Linked DNA regions of Mus musculus: all the other regions are linked to region 5. The links are chromatin contacts, called in public Hi-C, HiChIP or PLAC-seq and promoter capture Hi-C maps. All regions are on one chromosome and are shown on one strand. The core of a region is the stretch at or near the end of the contact, and the rest is flanking DNA. Distances in the headings are between cores, read along the strand shown. Region 1 holds the start of Zfp366 (zinc finger protein 366). Region 2 overlaps Zfp366 (zinc finger protein 366). Region 3 has its middle 28 kb from the start of Ptcd2. Region 4 has its middle 61 kb from the start of Ptcd2. Region 5 holds the start of Tnpo1 (transportin 1). Region 6 holds the start of 6430562O15Rik (RIKEN cDNA 6430562O15 gene).

Region 1 (2,700 bases), core at 36-2,535, 260 kb before region 5:
ATCTACTAGACTGTCTCATCTTCATTAAGGTGACAGCTCAGTTTCAAATAAAGATTAATTACGCGATTGTGGTTAAAACATGATCTGGCCAAATTAATTTCAAAATGTCGAACTACTTTTACTATGCTGCTCATACCCTGAGGATTTCAACCCGTCTATACCATAGGAATGAATGGTTTGAGAAGCACGCATGGCCACTGCCTTCTACCCATCCAGCACCTCACTGGATTAAATTATTAATAGCAGCCGTGCCCCAGTCTTGGCTTGACCTTGCTAACCTATTTTTGACAACGTGATGCCGGCTCCCTCTTGGCTTGCCATAACAACTTCTTGGTAACATTACCCTCTCTGTCAAACGCAATGGAAGCAACTCGGACGTTTAACCGCTGCTGGCATAGTGTCTATATGAGCCTGACTACCTTGCCGTGTTCTATTTGGTGCTTTAGAACAGCAGGCTCTGGGTGACTGTTTTTCAATTGCATCTGTGGCTTAGCTTTTCATTCTTCCTGACACAAGCAATCAATCTAAATCCTCCAGTCCAGTCACACACTGATTTCCAAAACTGAAGTCAATGCCCTCGTATCCCTGCCTTCTTCTGTGTGGCGCATGACACTCCGAGTTGACAGTGGACAGTACATTTACATTTAACCCACATGGGGCACCTTTCTCCCAAATCTCCCACACACAGCACTATTCCAAAGAGGTATTCCCTCCCTTTCCCTCCTACTTCAGGGACAGAGCAACAGCCATGCATGAACAGTTCACTTTGGGGAGGTGAACTACAGAATGGAAACAAACAAACAAACAAAAATCAGAAGAAAGACACTTCAAGGCAGACAATAAATATACCAAAACTCCATGAGCAAATCACAATTCTCAACAGACACCCTGAGAGGGCTCTCAGAATGCAGTCCTGGGAGCAGTGACCCCTCCAGTGGGGCACACCACATGTCCCAATGGTTCCTAGTAAACTCAAGTTGCCTATGACAAAACAATTCAAATTTAACACAGCGACCTCCTCAGCCCCAACACAATTCCATTTCCACTCCTGGCAAGCCTCAGCTCTGCAAAGCATTAATATTCTCCTCTGCAACGAGGCATGAGCTTACACTCTAGGCCACCCATCAGTCACACCTTTTGATTAAAGAGCAGCCCAGGGAGGTGGTTTCTGTGGAAGATGCCCAGTCAGTCTCCATCACAGGGACATTGAAATGAAGGTAGAAAGGAGTACATGGTCACTTACCAGCTCCTGAGGGCTGAGAGGCAGCAGCCCCCACCGCTTTACCTGGTCTCTGGCTGTCTCTGTCTTTCCCTCTCTCTCTCTCCCTCTTTCTCTTGTGTACCGATTGCAGGGAACTTAAAGGACTCGCAGGGACAGTGTTTCAAGTGACTTAAGAAGGAGAACAGGAACAATACCCCGTTCTCTTTTTCTCAGATGAGTACCTTCGGGAAGAAGGAAGGAAGGGAGGGGAGAGGGCGGAAGTCAACAACCCTTCGCTTTCCTGAAAAAAAATAAGGAAACAGAAGATAGACATCTCATTTTCTCTTAAACAAAATGTTGGAAGGGGAGGGGGAAGAAAGAAAGAAAGAAAATCTTTACAAAAACGAATTCCCCAGATATACTCTCTGCCCTGGGAGCTTTCAGGACATGAAAACCCCTGAGTGGCTCTGTCCTGTCCAAACAAACGCAGGCTCTCCTGGTTGCAGCCTCTGGTGTCTGCCTTACAGAACTGACACAGCCCAAAAGGAACAAATCATGTCGTGTCAACTCTGACTCTCAGTGAGGGAAAGTCTGGGCTGCTGGGCTAACCAAGAGGGAACCTGCAGCCTTTACCAAAGGGCACAGTGCCTGGCCACCCAGGCCTTCTGACTTTTCCTAGCTGCTTTGAAACCCCAGCACTGCTCCAGTTCCTCGCCTGGCTCTAGGTTCTTCAAGTTCCTCACAGTCAAACAGCAGATTTATGCAGTGCTCACTGGGCTCTGTGTGCTGGGCCAAGTCCGGTTCCATCTTTGCTGATGGACGAAAAAGGAAAAGAAGCCACTTAGTGTGGCGTTGCCAGCCACAGTTAATTCCGACTGTTGTTTACACTGTCCTGTCCTTCTTGGATGTAGTCACCTCAGGAGCACTGGAGGGAGGGTGCTAATTTGTTTTGAGAATATTGTGAACCATCTGAGGTCCTAGATAAATCAATCTCTGTTTCTGAAAGAGGAGGGGGAAAGCCGAGTGGGAGCAGAAGAATTGGGGTGAGCATCCTTTACTGAAGATGGGGCTGGGGCTCAGTGGACAAGCCTGGGCTCTTTGTGGGACACATGCACTGACAGAGGGAGCTGGGACCCAGTGGGCAAGCCTGGGCTCTGTGAAGGATGACTGCAGTGACAGAGGGAGCTGGGACCCAGTGGGCAAGCCTGGGCTCTGTGAAGGATGACTGCAGTGGCAGAGGGAGCTAGGGCTCAGTGGGCAAGCCTGGGCTCTTTAGGGAGATACATGCACTGACAGAGGGAGCTGGAGCCCGGTGGGCAAGCCTGGGCTCTGTGAGTGATGGCTTCATTGACAGAGGGAGCTGGGCCCAAATCATCTAATTAGCTTTGTGAATCTTGTACCCTCCATTCATTCAGTTGAGACCATTGTCACCACAAACAGGAACCAGCAGTTGTGTGGTTCTTTGTGGTGGCACAAGAAACATTGGTCATAAGCTGCTT
Region 2 (2,700 bases), core at 93-2,592, 310 kb before region 5:
TTGTAAAAGAAAACCCTCACTGGCAGAAGGGTGGAGTCAGCCCATGAAGGACCTGAAACACCCGGGCCTCATTCACATCTCAGCAATAGCTACTCAGTGTCTTCCCCCCACCTCTGACCTCTCGCTCTCATTCAGAACACTCACGTCTTTCTAGTTCCCAGAAGAGTGTCCTCGCATGGCAATGCCCAAGTAGAGAGAGGTTTTGTTTTGATGTCTGTGAAACACAGAGCCGTCCCACTCAGACAATAAAGGGGGGTCAGAAAAACTGAGGCTGGACTGGGATCTGCTATCTACAGAGTCCTGGAATGTCAGCTCTAAGCAGAGTTCCTGCAGAACTCTGGGAACAGGAGCAAGAGTGCAGAGGGACCACCGGCCAAACTCATTTCTTCTCTGGGAAAAACAAAATCAGTAGCTGAAGGAAGGCTTCCTGAATTGAAAACATAAACGCATTCCTAAGCCAGGTCTGGATGAAGGATCGCCTTCCTAACAAGATCTGCATCAAAGTAAGAGAGATACTGGTAGGGGGCTGAGGATACAGCCTCTATCTTTCCAGATGTGAGCCATCGCACCCCAGTGAGGGTGCTGTGCTTTTCAAACATCAAAGGAACAGAAAGGAGTCTTCTGGCTGAACCCCTGCCCGATGACCTGGGGCTGAAGAGAAGCCCAACTCTGGGATTCATGGGAGATTCACTACAGATCACAGGCTTTTGGAAAGCCCAGCATCTGTCTCTCTGATGTCCCGGATGACCTTGAAACAGCTGGAATGCGTTCTCTTTGCTTCAGCCTCCTTGCACTGGCCTCCTGGTGCCCTTCCCCACCTCCTCTCCGAGATACAGGGCCTGGAGTTGCTCCCTTCCCGGGAGCCCCCGAGGCAGCAGCTGCCACAGAGAGGTCAGTGGTGGGCAGAGACAGAGCAATCACAACGGCCACTTGGCTAAGTCCAGAGGCTTAGAAGGTCAAGCAGCACTAGACCAGGCTACTCCCTGAGGTGAGCTTCAGAGCCAAGATGCACCAGGAAGCTATGCTTTCCTACCCAGAGAGGAGAGGTCAAAGAGCTTCAGCCAGCCCCAGAGAATGGCCGCCCTTCCCTCACATTCCTCTCCCTCTCTCCTCTTTAATAAGAAGGGTGTTCCTTTCCTCAAAGGGAGAGGAAGGGAGGGAGGGAGGGAGGGAGAGAGAGTGTAAACTGTCCAAAAGGACCGTGAGAAAACAGGAAGCTTTGAAAAGTACAAGAGAAAGCAAGATGAAATCTATTTGCAGGCGGGCCCCTGGGGACATGTGAGGCATTGTTAAGCAGGCAGTTCATACAGCAATATCCTTCCTTCTGCCTAGGAGGAGGGCTTTGCTGCCAAAAGGCTGCTATCTGGTCACTGCCTTAACCCCCTCCACACCAACCTGAAAACCCTCACCATGGGCACTGGCACTGAGTCCCTATAAACTACCCGGTCTGATCTCCCTCCTTTCAGTATACCAAACAGCCCACAATCCATTTGGTGCAGGAAGTAGAACCCCCTTTTCCAGGCAACTAACTTTATCTGTCTGCCCCACTCATGGACCTGCGCTCAGCCCTCTGCTGTAGAAAAGGCAGTAGAAGACCTGGTGACTCATAACTTAGGCAGCTCTGGGCTTCACCCATCTCAAAAGGGAATTTGTCCCGGAAATTCTGGATGGAAGCTCTTCCTGGTTTTCCTGGTCTTTTGGAAGGTTTTCCAAAGACGGCAGCTGGATCTTGGCTATTATGGAGTGCCGCCACTATAGAGATAGTATCCAAATCAAGAGCTGCGTGCTTATGCCAAATCTGGGAAGCATATCTGTGAAACATAACTTAAGCCTACAGGCTGGCTCTCTAGACAAACTCCAGCTGGCTGCCAGGAACAAGGAGTCTAGAAGTCGAGCCAATAGCAAGAGTCCAGAAGGGCAGTCATATATATATATGCACACACATATATATATACGCCCTTCTTCTGTCTCTGTGGTATATATATACACAGACAGAAGAAAGAAAGAAACAGAAAATGGAAAACTTCCCTCTCCACTAATTTCCCATCCTACCCTATTGTTAATGCTTGATTCTACAGCCAGTGACATTCCTGCTCCCTGGGGACAGCTGTTTCCACTGAGAACTATTTCATGCTGCAATGGGAGATTTATGTTGAGGAGGGGATTTTAATGGCCAAAATCCTAAGAAATTAGAATCTGTTGCTGAAAGAATCTTTCTTGTCACTAATTGTTGGGGAAAGGCAATTGAGCTAGCTCAGGGCTGCAGTGTCTCAGTGGCTGCTGGAAGCCTAGCTTTTTGGTTTTTTTTTTTTTCTTTTTTTTGCTGACCATGTCAATCATGAGAAGAGAATAACTATCTCTGCTATGACTATCAAACTTGGGTGTAATTGGTTAAGCTTGTTTCCTACCATCACTATGTGGCTGGTCAGACATTTGTCTCCATTGGTTACAAAGTGCATAGCAATGAACGAGTGGCCTCCATCTCTCGTCTAACCCTTCCAATACCCTACAAACGTCATTCAGGGACAGATTTCTATACAGCTCAATATGGGTAAGAAGCAAAGACCACAGGACATCCCAAGATCGACCTGCTCTTCCGAGAGATGTGAACCAGGCTTCAGGCTTTAGGAATCTCTCTACCCTATGGTTGTCAGGCACGGGAAGGAACCCATACACACCAGGGAAGTCTGTTGAAATGAT
Region 3 (2,845 bases), core at 29-2,528, 390 kb before region 5:
GGGTATGGGTTACAGTGTGCCCCCTTTGGGGACAAATGGCCCTTTCACAGGGTTGCATATCAGATATTTACATTATGATTCATAACAAGCAAAATTGTGGTTATGATACCGCAAGGAAAATAATTTTATAGTTGGGGGTCACCACGACATGAGGAACTGTATTAAAGGGTTGAGGTGTTAGGAAGGTTGAGAACCACTGATCTGTGGGTGCTTGGGTGACAGCAGAAGCAGGGTCACTTATGCCAGAGTTGATGAAAAGAAGGAAATGACCCAGCACATAGCAAGGGTTATTGTTCCTCAGGCTCTAACAGAGCAGTTGGCTATATATCTCATTGAACCTTCAGGAAAGCCCTCTGAGATAGCATTACCCCACTTCTCAGGAAAAACTGGAGGTCATAGATTGGATACCAGGGAGTAGAAGACAATGGTATTTAAAACAGGCTGTTGGGAAGCACTTTAGTAAACATGTTTCTAATCACATGTCTGTATTGCCTGTGTGTGTGTCTGTCTGTCTGTTTTGTGTGTGTGTCTGTGTTTTGTGTGTCTGTTTTGTATGTGTATATGTGTACTTTTATTCATGCTGTGTTCTTTTCTACAGCAGCAGAACTTAGCCGAGACAGCAGAGGGCGCCCAGATTCTCTCTCTCTCTCTCTCTCTCTCTCTCTCTCTCTCTCTCTCTCTCTCTTTTAGGGTACCAGTTTTCAAAAATGTCTTCCATTCCTGGAACTCAGAGAGAGCAGAAATTCATATTGAGGCTACATGGGTAAAGTACCCACGTACCTGACAGATGCAGAAGACATCTTCGTCACACAAAAACACTAGATGACTCACTAGAGAATTGAGTGTATTTAGATCTGCCCAACTTGAAGAATTGTTCAGAGGTCACATTCAATTCCATGAAAGTTACATACCGAGTCTTCACAGAGTACTGATTATATGATGTTGGGATTCAAATGAAACGCGTCCCTACCAGAGACCAGAACACCAGGGAGGAGCAAAGGGACAAAGACTTGCTCCAGAGGACTTAACTGAGAAATCAACAAGCGGTTCTCAAAATCCTCCAGTGCACTGGAAGGAAACTCTAAAACTGAACAGGGAGGGAAATCTCCGAAGGAGCAGTCTCTGTAGGAGAGCAGTCTTCAGGCTGCAAACATCTTGGGGACAGAGCTATGGTGGACATTTTCTACACACACTCTCAACACTGGCCCTCGGAACAGGAGGGAAGGCTTTGGCGTTCCTCTGATCCCAGCCTTGGAAGGCTTTGGTGTTCCACTGAGCCCAGCCTTGGAAGGCTTTGGCGTTCCTCTGATCCCAGCCTTGGAAGGCTTTGGCATTCCGCTGAGCCCAGCCTTGGAAAGCTTTGGCATTTTCCCATAGCTCTGAGGCTTTGGTCCTTGACATGGCTGTGTTCGTGTCAAACAATACATATTTACACAGGACTTTACCCCTCAAGACTTTCCCCATTCTCCACAATCTCAATATATTATATTTAAAAATCATGTGTGATGGCTACCTGCCCCAGATCCAATAGAAATCTGAAGGCCAGATTCATTTCTGTATATGATGTTAAGTAGGCTTTTTGTAGGCTTTTGTATTTAGGAGTTAAAGAAAGAAAGCAAAAAGTCTACTGCACTGTTTATAAAGAGAAGATGACTTCTTGGGCTCATGACCTCTTGTCACAAGCCATCCAGTGAAGCTTACTTCTATAAGATCCACCTTGTCAGGGTGTGGGGTAGGAGGTGGTCTTCCTTTATAACCCAGTCTAAACTGAAGATCCTCCTGCCTTAGCCTGCCAGGATTCTAGATGTGTGCCACAGTGCTTGACCAAGCTCTTTCCTGACAAAGAGATAAGTTAAAGTCAGTGCCTCATAGGGCAGAGAGCAGCCCTGCTACCATGCCTCCTGCCCTGCCCTGAGCCATGCTGTAAATGCTCAGCCCTTGGCTTGTAGCTTGACTTTGAAGGCTGTAGAACCTGTAGGAGGTATGGCCTGCCTGGTAGACATAGGTCACTAGGGCCAGGCCCTTGAGGGTCAGTCTGTCCCTGGCTCCCATCTATCTACACTCTCCCTGTTGCACTGCCATGTGACGATTAGAACTACCCACACAGTACCTTCCCCACAGAGAGGGACTTAAATCCCTCTGAAGCCATGAGCCAGAGTAAATCATTCCTTCCTGGAGCTGCTCCTGCCAGACATTTTACCAAAGGAACAGAAGAGACACAACTCTGTCCCCGCATGTCCCACAGTCTAGCCTTTGCCACCTGCCTGGAACCCACAGTGAACTCAGTGGGCCATAGATGTAGCCCGGAGGTGCAAAACTTATATAGAGAGAATACTCAGGTCTGCATTTATTTGTCTTTTACGTATTTTGAGGCAGGGTCTTGCTGGGTAGACCATACTGGCTAGCAACCCGCTCTGCAGCCCACGCTGGCCTCTCTCATTCATGATCCTCCTGCCTCAGCCTTTTAAAAGTCTCTTTTCTCCAAGTGTTTCAGTGTCTGCATATGGACACAACCTTCAAGTTTCACTGAAATCTTCTTGTGCGGAACCTTTGTAGAGCTGTGGAGGATGGGATCCAAAGAAGACGTTGCTATCTTCACAGGGCCAATTCCCTCCATGGTGGTGGGTCTAAATCAGCAGGTGATGCGAGCTCCCTTGTCTTTGAGTTGGAGGGTTCACTGTAACAAGGCAGTTTAAAGCAGGTCAGGTGCATCACTTTCCTGTTCTGGGTCAGTTGAATGTGGTCTGTGAATTCTTCTGTCCCTGAATTCTACTTCCTCTTTCCCCTCTCCCTGTCTTCCCGTCATTCTCATGATGTCTCTTCCTTTGGGGTTGTGCTGCGATGG
Region 4 (2,772 bases), core at 143-2,642, 360 kb before region 5:
GGTTGCCAGGCCAACGGGAGGTGAGAAGTGAGGCAGCTGTGGCTATGGCCATCCTCCTTTGCCATCCTCAGTTCCTTCCTCCACATCCTGCCCAGCCCATCTTCTCTCTTGAAAGATGCCTTGGAATTCCCTTCCTTCATCTTGGTCTGCTGTCCCCAAGTCCTCTGGATTGTTCTGGATACTTTACCTGTCCTCCCATCTTCCTAACCAGGGGCTGTAGCTGACCTTAAGCTGTTCTCTCTTCCTCTCCTGGGTCCCAGGTCCTGTTCTTAGGTGCAGCCACTTTCATAAGATGCTTGACCTCCCAGGACCACTAGCGGTAAACATTCCATCATGAGTGTTTCCACTCCACATTGTAATTGCCTGACAAAGCTCCCCGCTCCCCTCCCCCCATACACACACGCACACACATGCACACACACACCTGCACCTCTCAAGGCAGCGACAGTCCTTTGCCTTCCAGTGTTGCACACACAGCACAGAAACCTCTGTGCATGGCACGCCCCAGGGTGGCACAGTGCCCCTGTGAGAGGGGCTCAGTCAATAGTTACTACGTGAATGGATGAGGGACGGCTTGAATCTGTTATTCACATTTAGCAATTACGTGCCGGTTGTTGGTGCTGTTTGTCTTATGTTTATTTTCCTTATTTATGACATGTGTCAGACTGGTTGGAATCTAGACAGAGTTGACATTCGCAGTGCTGTAGAGCAAATTACTGCAGGTCTAGCACTAACTAAAAATCATAGCAAGGGAGACGGCCCTGACTCATTTCTTGTTGTGGATTACTGACCGAGAATGCCAGTGGCAGATGCGATCCCAGTTGGCTGGGCAACCGCACGCTTTCAGAGACAGCTTACAAAATTGGCTTTGTACATCCCCAGGAGGCAAGCTGTGCTTTGGATGTCAAATAGTTCGACTAGTCGGCCTTCCTCCCCCAGACACTCATTCCCCACTGGAGAAATTCACAGCACGAGGAGAGCAATGCCTCGTGATTCGTATTTTCATGATCTTAGGGATTTTCCCAGAGGCGCATCTGTGCTCATCCTTTCAACAGCCTCGCAAACTTGGCCTTCACCTCAGCTTTCCAGCTAGACTTCAGAAATTGGTTTTGCTCTCTCTGGTTTGACTTAATCACGGTCTGTGAGCACCACAAATCAGCCCGTGTTCACAATATAAAAACCGTCCATTTTATAGTTCATTCCTCCAAGAGGCCGTTTCTATCCAGTTCCAACGAGGCTCACTCTCACTTGGAGAAGAAGGACAGAGTGAGGTTTTGAACCTGGTATATTTCAGTCTGGTACGGGCAGCCCCATTCACGCTCACTTCTCTAAGCCTCGGATTTTGTTTCTGAGCTGAGCTGTCTTGGTCTCAGTGGGGCTTGTTGTGAATTCTAGGCATGCCAGCCTTAAGGAAAGTTGGGTTTCTGTCTCCAGCTGGGGGTAGAAGAGAGAAGCGCCATCCCTTTGATAGTCGGTGAGGTTTCCAGTTCAACGCACATTTCTAGCTCACGCAATTTTGTTCTCATTGCCTCATAGGTCCAAATGTCCTTAAGTGTTAGATCCCCGCTTCTAGTTGCTGAGCTCCATGCCAGCTTAAGGCTTAATTTCTCCCCTGGCTGGTTTCAGTGCACCTGACCGAGGGTTTTATTTCCTGCTCAGTCATCCTTTAGTCAAAATAAAATTAAAAAAGAAAACTCCATGAAAACCGGAGGGACTCTCTTAGACACGTGCTAAGAAAATTTCCAAGAAGCGAATACTGCTCTGGGGTGGGAGTGGCAGAGACTACACCAAGTTAGTCTTGATTACCTATGGCACCTAGAGGGCAAGCCTAAGAAAGAGAAAATTACACCGGACTCTTTGTTTATGGTGGGAAGCTACGTGGCTGGCCACTAAGTATTTCGTTTTATTAATTTCAACCTCTGCTTTTCGTTTACAGAACCTCATTTTGGATTTGACAAAAGCTTAAGGCTGGGGGGGGCTAGCTTGCAATTAAATTATTTCCTTTTATAGTATAAATAGCCCAACTGGTAGCATGTTGGCTGATGGCCAACCTTACTTACGAAGATCCAGGCCAAGATTTGCACTTTCCTGGGTAAAGAATTTTTCCAGAACCGGGTTTGGGAGCCACTGCATGGCCTCTTCCCTTATAAAGGCTCGAGCTTTACAGGAAAGAAGGGGAAGGGGGAAGCTTGTCTGTCAGCAGGATCACAAAATGTTCCTTTTCAGCAAGCCAACTGGCACTCGGTCGGCCATTCAGAGTGGAAGGCCTTGAGACACCTGGATCAGGTGCATCCTTCCAGAGCTGTCAATCCAGGAAGCACATGCCCAGCTGCTACCAACCGACTCCCCAATTCCTCTGCACACTGCCCTCCAGGCATGGTTAGGTGGTGCCAAGAATAGCTTTTGAAGCAAAAATATCCACTCCACTTTCCTGGCTCTTACGCCCAAAATACCACCATTAAGTATCTCTGTATTCATGTGGTAGAGTCAAATTCACAAGCCAGAGGTTCGGAACTCTACTTTGCAATTGGGACAAGTCAAGTGCCCCTTTCTCGTGTACAAAATCTGATTTATGACGCCATTCGTCAGGTCCTTGTGAGGGTTAAGTGAGATGTCAGTTACTTCCAAGCTCTGTTGACGATTATTTTGTGGGCTTGTTAAGGTTGTTAATTATTAGATTCTCTTCAGATGATAGTGTAGAACAGCTTCTTTTGCAAGTGCAGAGGAGTGTCAGTGTCTGAGCAATTGCTCTCGTCAGGGGACTCCTGGGCT
Region 5 (2,717 bases), core at 67-2,566:
AAGTTTCTCTGTGTAGGCCAGGCTGGCCTGGAACTCAGCAATCTGTCTGCCTCTGCCTCTGGAGTGATGGGACTAAAAGTGTGGGCTGCCATGCCTGGCCATATTTTAGTAATTTTAAATATTTTCCCTTTCAATTTTCAGCTTTCTGATGATAAAAACCATCTTTTAGTCTCAAACTTTGAGTTAAGCTAATTGTAACACTAAAAAGTATTACAAGTGAAGATTTTTAAGCTTCTTAATAAATAAGTTGTAAATATTTAGCATTTTTCAAGAATTAGGTACAATAATTTTACCTGTAAAGTGTATGGAGAGCAATCACTGCCTAAACAAGAAGTATGTAACACTAAGGCAGTTGAAAGCACTGATGTGAAGATAATTCTCGCTGGCCACTCACTCAGAAAAAAGGACCACCTTGCTGTGCATATTTAAAATACTCATACGTGGTAAGTTTGTGTAAAAATAACCAGGCAGGGAAGAACGATTCTTCCAAGACCGGGTTTCTCAGTATAGCCCTGGCTGGCCTTGAACTCAGAAGTCTGCCTGACTCTGCCTCCCAAGTGCTGGGATTAAAAGCGTGTGCTACCACTGGGAAGAACAATTCACCTCTCTTCATTACCATTATTGCAACTGGCTTGAAAAGTGCCTACCTCTCCCATTTTAAAACACTTTCAGCTTGAAGTTACAGTACCTCTCTGGTGGTGGCTGTATAAGGAGAGAGGAGAGCTTATTATCTCCAAGCTCAGGGAACTAGCTTTATAGTAGAAACATACCTAGAGATGTAAACCTAATTTTCTAAATCATTTCATTTGGTTTTATATGGTAGTTTCGTGCTACATCAGCACATTTCAGAAGCCCCTGTGTTATCAAGGGGGCCGCCGTCCGCCCACACCCTTCTGCCTTGTCCCAGGAAAGCTGTAACAGTTCGACTGTGGGACGAGCGGCCTGGTGGGTGTCGCCGGGCTCTGGGCTCGGCGGTCTCCCGGGGGGGACACGAGTGCACTCCGGGCACGCACGTCACCTGCCGCCGGAAGGGCCGTGCATCTGGGCGTTCACACTCAACGGGCTGGGCAGCGGAGGCCGCGACTGAGCCCCAGGCTGGCTTGTGGGGGCTGCAGTGGGCGCGAGGGGGTGTGAGGCGGGCACGGGGCCGAGGCGTCGACCCCGGGACCCCGCTTGGTGAAAACCGCTGGGGCGCGCCGCCCGCCCGCCCGCCTTCCCGACGCAGGCCAGCAGGCCCAGGCCGCAGTTTTCCCAGCCCCGTCGCCGTTGCCAAGGCGACCGCCGCCGAAGATTCCCGCGCCGGGCTCCGCCCCCCGGCCAATCGGACCGGCGCTCGCCGGAGCCCGGATTCTCTTTGTTCCGCAGCCATTTCAGGCCCCGGACGGGAGGCAGCGCCGCTTCGGCAGAAAGGCCCGAGCGCCGGAGGCCTCTGGGATGGTGTGGGACCGGGTAGGTTGGCGTGAGGGTGCGTGGCCAGGGCGGAGGCGGGTGGGAAGCGGCCCGAGCGAGCTCCGACCGGCCGCCGCGCCGAGGGGACCGCGCTCCGCTGTCCGCCCTCTCGGACGGGGCCTGGCCGTTTGGAGCCCGCCGGCGACGGCGCGGTTCTAAGCCCAACAGCTGCGGTCCCGGGCGCCCTGCGGGTCCCGGACAGGGCAGGCGGCGCCCCAGGAGCGGGAGGTCGGTCCTGGGGGTGGCGGGAGGCTGGCGGGCCGAGCCGCTGCGATGCCCGTCAGGCCGCACGGTGCGAGGGCCCGAGGTCGCCGGTCTTTGTCCCGGAGCCTCGCACACTCCGGTTTCTGCAGCCAGCTGATCCGTCTCCCCCGAGGGCCTGCTGGCCTCGCGACCTGTGAACATAATTTTAATGTTTGTAACTACGGGTTTTGCTTAGGTTTGTGGGTTTTGCACGTCTGCCTCTGTCTGCCCACGCCACGGGGAAGGGCCGCCGAGGAACAGACCCGCCACCACAATCAAACTGGCTTTAGAAAGGCTTTCTTCCTCTTAGAAATGATCTCGCGGGGCTTAATTTTTTTTAATCACGTGGGGTTTGCAGGGATTGTTTACAGTTTCACTTTGTTACGCCAGTCGCGAATCAGCTGTTAACTGTAGAAACGAAGTCAGAGGCTGTCCACTAGTTGGGGAGATTGTATTAAGAAGCTTAGTATGTCCTGTTCGAAAAACAGTGATGGCTTCAATGAGTACGTAAGCAATGCTTTTCCCCCCTAAAGAGAAGACGCTCCTTAAATGCAAAATATTCGGTGAAATCAGTATTTGGAACTGACCTGTCTGTCTGCAATGTGCACGCTCAGACGTGTTCATCTTTAGGATACCAAAAGTACCTGCTGGGTTTTGAGTTTCCCTATCGAAACTTTCACTTAAGTGTGGTAAGAAAGTGTGCTAATGAAGTAAGTGGATGGTTTGTAGTTGGTGAGAAGTGATCCTTGTTACTGTCCTGTAACCCTCCGTCCTGGTTCTAGAGAATGGCTGGTCTATGTGGAAATTTGCAAGTGCAAAGGAAAAATACTACTTTAGAGGTGGCCGATTTATTTTAAACTCCTTGACACTTGCCGTGTGTGGGTGAATAGTGGTTTGGCAATTCAGCTTTTACTTGAGTCCGTGTACACCTACTGCACTGTGAGTGGTTCGTCTTCCCTTTCTGAAGAGGGCCTCGGCCTTCCATTAGCCATGTGCTTTTCCATCCTGCCCTGGCCAGAAATTAC
Region 6 (2,926 bases), core at 235-2,734, 490 kb before region 5:
CCCCTGGTTCCTTTCAACAGATGGAAATCATTGCAGGGATTTCTCACTAATGCTAAACAGCTTTCCAGAGTGCCTGAGCACTGTAGGCCTCCACCTGCTGTGCTCCCCCACAGGTCAGCCCTTCCCTCCTGCCTGCTTACAGCTCCGTCTGAGAGGGCAGCCTGGTAGGGTCAGTGTAGCAGCCCAGAGACTTACTAAAAGCATTAATCAATTTAAGTGCTTCTAGACACAGATCACCAGAGAGTGACATTTAGGACCCCAGCTGCAGCTGAGAGTCACATGTGCTCGCACCCCGAGGTGACTTAGCGTACAGCATAGGATCTGGCAGAACGGCAAAGGGGGCCAGACCGATGGGATCTAAGGAGCAGACTAATTATAAAAACAGACCCAAACAGATGACCTCAGACTAATGAAAAGCAGGCAACAGGAAGAAAATGTAAACTGAAAACCATTTCTTCCTAACATAATTTTCCAGGTAGTCTGAGGCCAAAGAGAAAGCCAGGAAATCTCAACTGTGAGGAGGTTGGCTTTGTCCAAATCCCAGCTCACTGCTGGGTCACATAAGCCGAGACTCTCCCGCCCAGGCCTCCTGTGAGGATAAAGGAAATGGGGGAGGGGGCTTACAGCTGCTAACATAGCTAAGGTCACAGATGGCAGGCTACAAACATGTGTTTCTGTTCTTTCTTGGATGCTCAGACAGTGTCCCATGGCAGTAAAAGGGCTAGAAGCTAGTGAAGACAAAGGTCTCCATCCTCTGAGACGCAACGGACAAAAAACGGCCAAAAGTCAAAAAGCAATCAAAACTGAGTACAACATTTACAAAACCCAGGCAAACCTGACGCCTGACAGTGGCTCAGCAACCTCAGGCAGCATTCAGCAGTGTGGTCATTCTTTTTTTTAATGTTTTGTTGTTGATGTTGTTTTTTCAAGACAGGGTTTCTCTGTGTAGCCCTGGCTGTCCTGGAACTCACTCTGTAGACCAGGCTGGCCTCAAACTCAGAAATCCTCCTGCCTCTGCCTCCCGAGTGCTGGGATTAAAGTCGTGCACCACCACGCCCAGCAAGTGTGGTGATTCTTGTTTTCTTTAAGTTTTATACACTGACAAGCAAAGTTAAGAGAAAGAACTGTGTCTAAGTTCTCTACTCTGCTTTGTCCTTGGGGTATGACAAGGAACATCAATCTTTTTATTCTTAGTTTCAAATTACAGGAGAGAAGCTAAGAATGACTTCCCTTCAGAAGTATTGGGGAGAAAAAACCCTAAAATACCATGGGATCCTGTGCTACGGCAAGGCCTGCCATTGCTGGGTCAGAAGAGACAGACTCACGGGCAGGAGCCCAGCTCTCCTTCCTGCTGTGAAAAGGCACAGTGCAGCAGCAGGCGTGGGAGGAGAATTCTCCCGCTCCTATGATGACATCATAACCTGAAAGTACTTCCTTCTTTTTGTATTAAAGAGACAAGAAACAAAGCAGAGAGCAGGCTCAGGGATTTTCTTCCCTGACACAAACAGCAGAGCATTTGGGACAGAGAGCTCACTGACAGTTTGAGTGCTCAGCACTGTTCTGGAAACCTGTCCACAGGCAGTGTCTCTAATGGCCCTGCTGAACAGCACAAAGCTGCCAGCTAAGCGCCACAAAGGATTCGTGAGTCTTATCTCTGCTGAAGCTGTGACTGACCCAGCACATTTGGTGTAGTGTAGAGAAATGGCTGGTCACTTGCCACCCTGAGTGGGAATCAGGCTGCTGTTGAGAAGCCGCTGGGGTGCCGTGCTGCCCCAGGGAACGGAACCGTGACATCAGCTCAAGCATGAAGTCGTAACAATGCCACTGCTTTCCCAAAAGGCCACGGTCTGTGGGAAGGAACACAACTGCAATTCTTGATGCGAGTTTTTCATGCCTTTGTGTGTGACTGATGCAGGAAAAGGCTCAGTTTCTACTACGAATCACCTGAAAGCGCTCGAGGTATCGGGGAAGCTTGGACTGTTCTGGTTCCTCAGTGTCTAGCTGCTCCACCAGGTTTGCTGAGCCCAAGCCATCTTCACCTTCCTGAGGCTGTGCCTCTGAAGTCTGGACATCTGGAGACGTCACCACCTTCAGGACTCCATCCAGCACATCGAGCTGTAGGGCACAGGAGAGTCAGGAGGACATCTGTTATAGACTTGACTGTGTGCAGGCCAACTTCAAAGTGTGTGTTCCTTGGTTATAATGACTGAGAAAGAGCATTAATGATATCAGCATAATGTGCCATGGGAGACACTGGGTTGAGGACCTCAGGACAGAAATGAAAGCTGAGTGGTGAGCCTTGGCATTTCAGAGTCAAGGCCACACAGAAGAGCATCTCCAAGGGTGTAGGCTAGGCAGCTAGCCAGCTCCCAGGGCTTCATGTCTCTCTGCTCCCTCCCTGCCATTACCGGACGATAACTGCACTCCTGGGCCTGGCTTTTTAAGTGGTTCTGGGGATCTGAACTCAGGTACGTAAGCTTGTGAGACAGATACTTTACCAATAGCCAAGGATAATGGAGAAAAGTGCTATGTAGTCTCTCCATACTACAGGAGGGGTAAATCCACCAAAACTACTTAAGTTTCTATTCCACCGCCGTAAATCCCTTTTGGATGGGGGAGGTGGTGAAGAGGGTGGTATTTATTGATCTGAGCTTGAATGTAAGGGAGCAGACAGCTTTCCTTTCACTTAATGATGTATGAATCAACAATAATCTGATTTTCCATTGCCTTTTTGACAGCCACACTGAAAATGTTTGTGGTTTCTTTTCATCCTTTTAAACGGAATAAATACCAATTCTGCACACATACAGAAAGCAGCGGAAGGAGAAAGACCATGGGAACAGATGCCTGTGAAGCCTCCATTTGACTGAGTGGGGTGGAAAAACATACCACTTCTCTACCCAGCTTGAGGTCTTCAGGGGAGGAG

What was found. Promoter capture Hi-C pulls out the DNA fragments that hold promoters and counts their contacts. A called contact is a pair of places that touch in the nucleus more often than the background predicts. HiChIP or PLAC-seq counts read pairs in DNA pulled down with a chosen protein or histone mark.
Region 1: a contact with region 5 is called in a promoter capture Hi-C map of embryonic stem cells, with 2.6 times the contacts expected there. The contact joins the promoter of Zfp366 here to the promoter of Tnpo1 in region 5. A contact is called at or near these places in 5 of 39 promoter capture datasets (the C10 cell line, cranial neural crest, embryonic stem cells and 2 more), 4 of 115 datasets of contacts at active chromatin or transcription factors (embryonic stem cells, extraembryonic endoderm stem cells, microglia and 1 more) and 1 of 9 other capture datasets (liver).
Region 2: an H3K4me3 HiChIP or PLAC-seq map of neural tube shows a contact between it and region 5, with 3 times the contacts expected there. The contact joins the enhancer-like site here to the promoter of Tnpo1 in region 5. A contact is called at or near these places in 3 of 39 promoter capture datasets (the 3T3-L1 cell line, 3T3-L1-derived adipocytes and the C10 cell line), 2 of 484 Hi-C or Micro-C datasets (adipose-derived mesenchymal stem cells and stem cell-derived neurons) and 4 of 115 datasets of contacts at active chromatin or transcription factors (bone marrow-derived macrophages, differentiating embryonic stem cells, forebrain and 1 more).
Region 3: a contact with region 5 is called in a Hi-C map of muscle stem cells, with 2.1 times the contacts expected there. The contact joins the enhancer-like site here to the promoter of Tnpo1 in region 5. A contact is called at or near these places in 17 of 39 promoter capture datasets (the 3T3-L1 cell line, 3T3-L1-derived adipocytes, the C10 cell line and 11 more), 7 of 484 Hi-C or Micro-C datasets (cerebellar granule neurons, cortical neurons, embryonic stem cells and 4 more), 13 of 115 datasets of contacts at active chromatin or transcription factors (the NIH/3T3 cell line, cardiomyocytes, embryonic basal ganglia and 8 more) and 1 of 9 other capture datasets (embryonic stem cells).
Region 4: a contact with region 5 is called in an H3K4me3 HiChIP or PLAC-seq map of forebrain, with 3 times the contacts expected there. The contact joins the enhancer-like site here to the promoter of Tnpo1 in region 5. A contact is called at or near these places in 6 of 115 datasets of contacts at active chromatin or transcription factors (embryonic basal ganglia, embryonic forebrain, embryonic stem cells and 3 more) and 1 of 9 other capture datasets (liver).
Region 6: a promoter capture Hi-C map of liver shows a contact between it and region 5, with 4 times the contacts expected there. The contact joins the promoter of 6430562O15Rik here to the promoter of Tnpo1 in region 5. A contact is called at or near these places in 6 of 39 promoter capture datasets (the HPC-7 cell line, hippocampal neurons, liver and 2 more).

Annotation. Positions count from the first base shown.
Region 1 is chr13:99,183,408-99,186,107 of GRCm38.p6, reverse strand. It overlaps Zfp366 (zinc finger protein 366), which reads right to left and starts at 1,285. Exons shown (of 5, transcript NM_001004149.1): 1 at 1,244-1,285.
Region 2 is chr13:99,237,438-99,240,137 of GRCm38.p6, reverse strand. All of the region lies in intron 3 of Zfp366 (zinc finger protein 366), which reads right to left. Among named protein-coding and RNA genes, the nearest start is that of Zfp366, 54 kb to the right of the region's middle. Within about 2 kb of position 1,342, at least 116 of the 459 cell types and tissues checked have an H3K27ac peak or open chromatin away from gene starts, as enhancers often do. A contact at or near this core is called in forebrain, neural tube and stem cell-derived neurons, where this site is marked.
Region 3 is chr13:99,315,029-99,317,873 of GRCm38.p6, reverse strand. No RefSeq gene overlaps it. Among named protein-coding and RNA genes, the nearest start is that of Ptcd2, 28 kb to the left of the region's middle. Within about 2 kb of position 1,278, at least 15 of the 459 cell types and tissues checked have an H3K27ac peak or open chromatin away from gene starts, as enhancers often do. A contact at or near this core is called in cortical neurons, heart atrium and muscle stem cells, where this site is marked.
Region 4 is chr13:99,282,676-99,285,447 of GRCm38.p6, reverse strand. No RefSeq gene overlaps it. Among named protein-coding and RNA genes, the nearest start is that of Ptcd2, 61 kb to the left of the region's middle. Within about 2 kb of position 1,392, at least 51 of the 459 cell types and tissues checked have an H3K27ac peak or open chromatin away from gene starts, as enhancers often do. A contact at or near this core is called in forebrain, where this site is marked.
Region 5 is chr13:98,924,983-98,927,699 of GRCm38.p6, reverse strand. It overlaps Tnpo1 (transportin 1), which reads left to right and starts at 1,316. Exons shown (of 24, transcript NM_178716.3): 1 at 1,316-1,449. The coding sequence starts at 1,435. It overlaps Gm52051 (translation initiation factor IF-2-like), which reads right to left. Exons shown (of 2, transcript XR_003950643.1): 1 at 294-2,717.
Region 6 is chr13:99,411,384-99,414,309 of GRCm38.p6, reverse strand. 6430562O15Rik (RIKEN cDNA 6430562O15 gene) reads left to right here and starts at 1,484. Exons shown (of 2, transcript NR_015515.3): 1 at 1,484-2,468; 2 at 2,739-2,926. Mrps27 (mitochondrial ribosomal protein S27) reads right to left here. Exons shown (of 11, transcript NM_173757.3): 9 at 2,890-2,926; 10 at 1,945-2,115.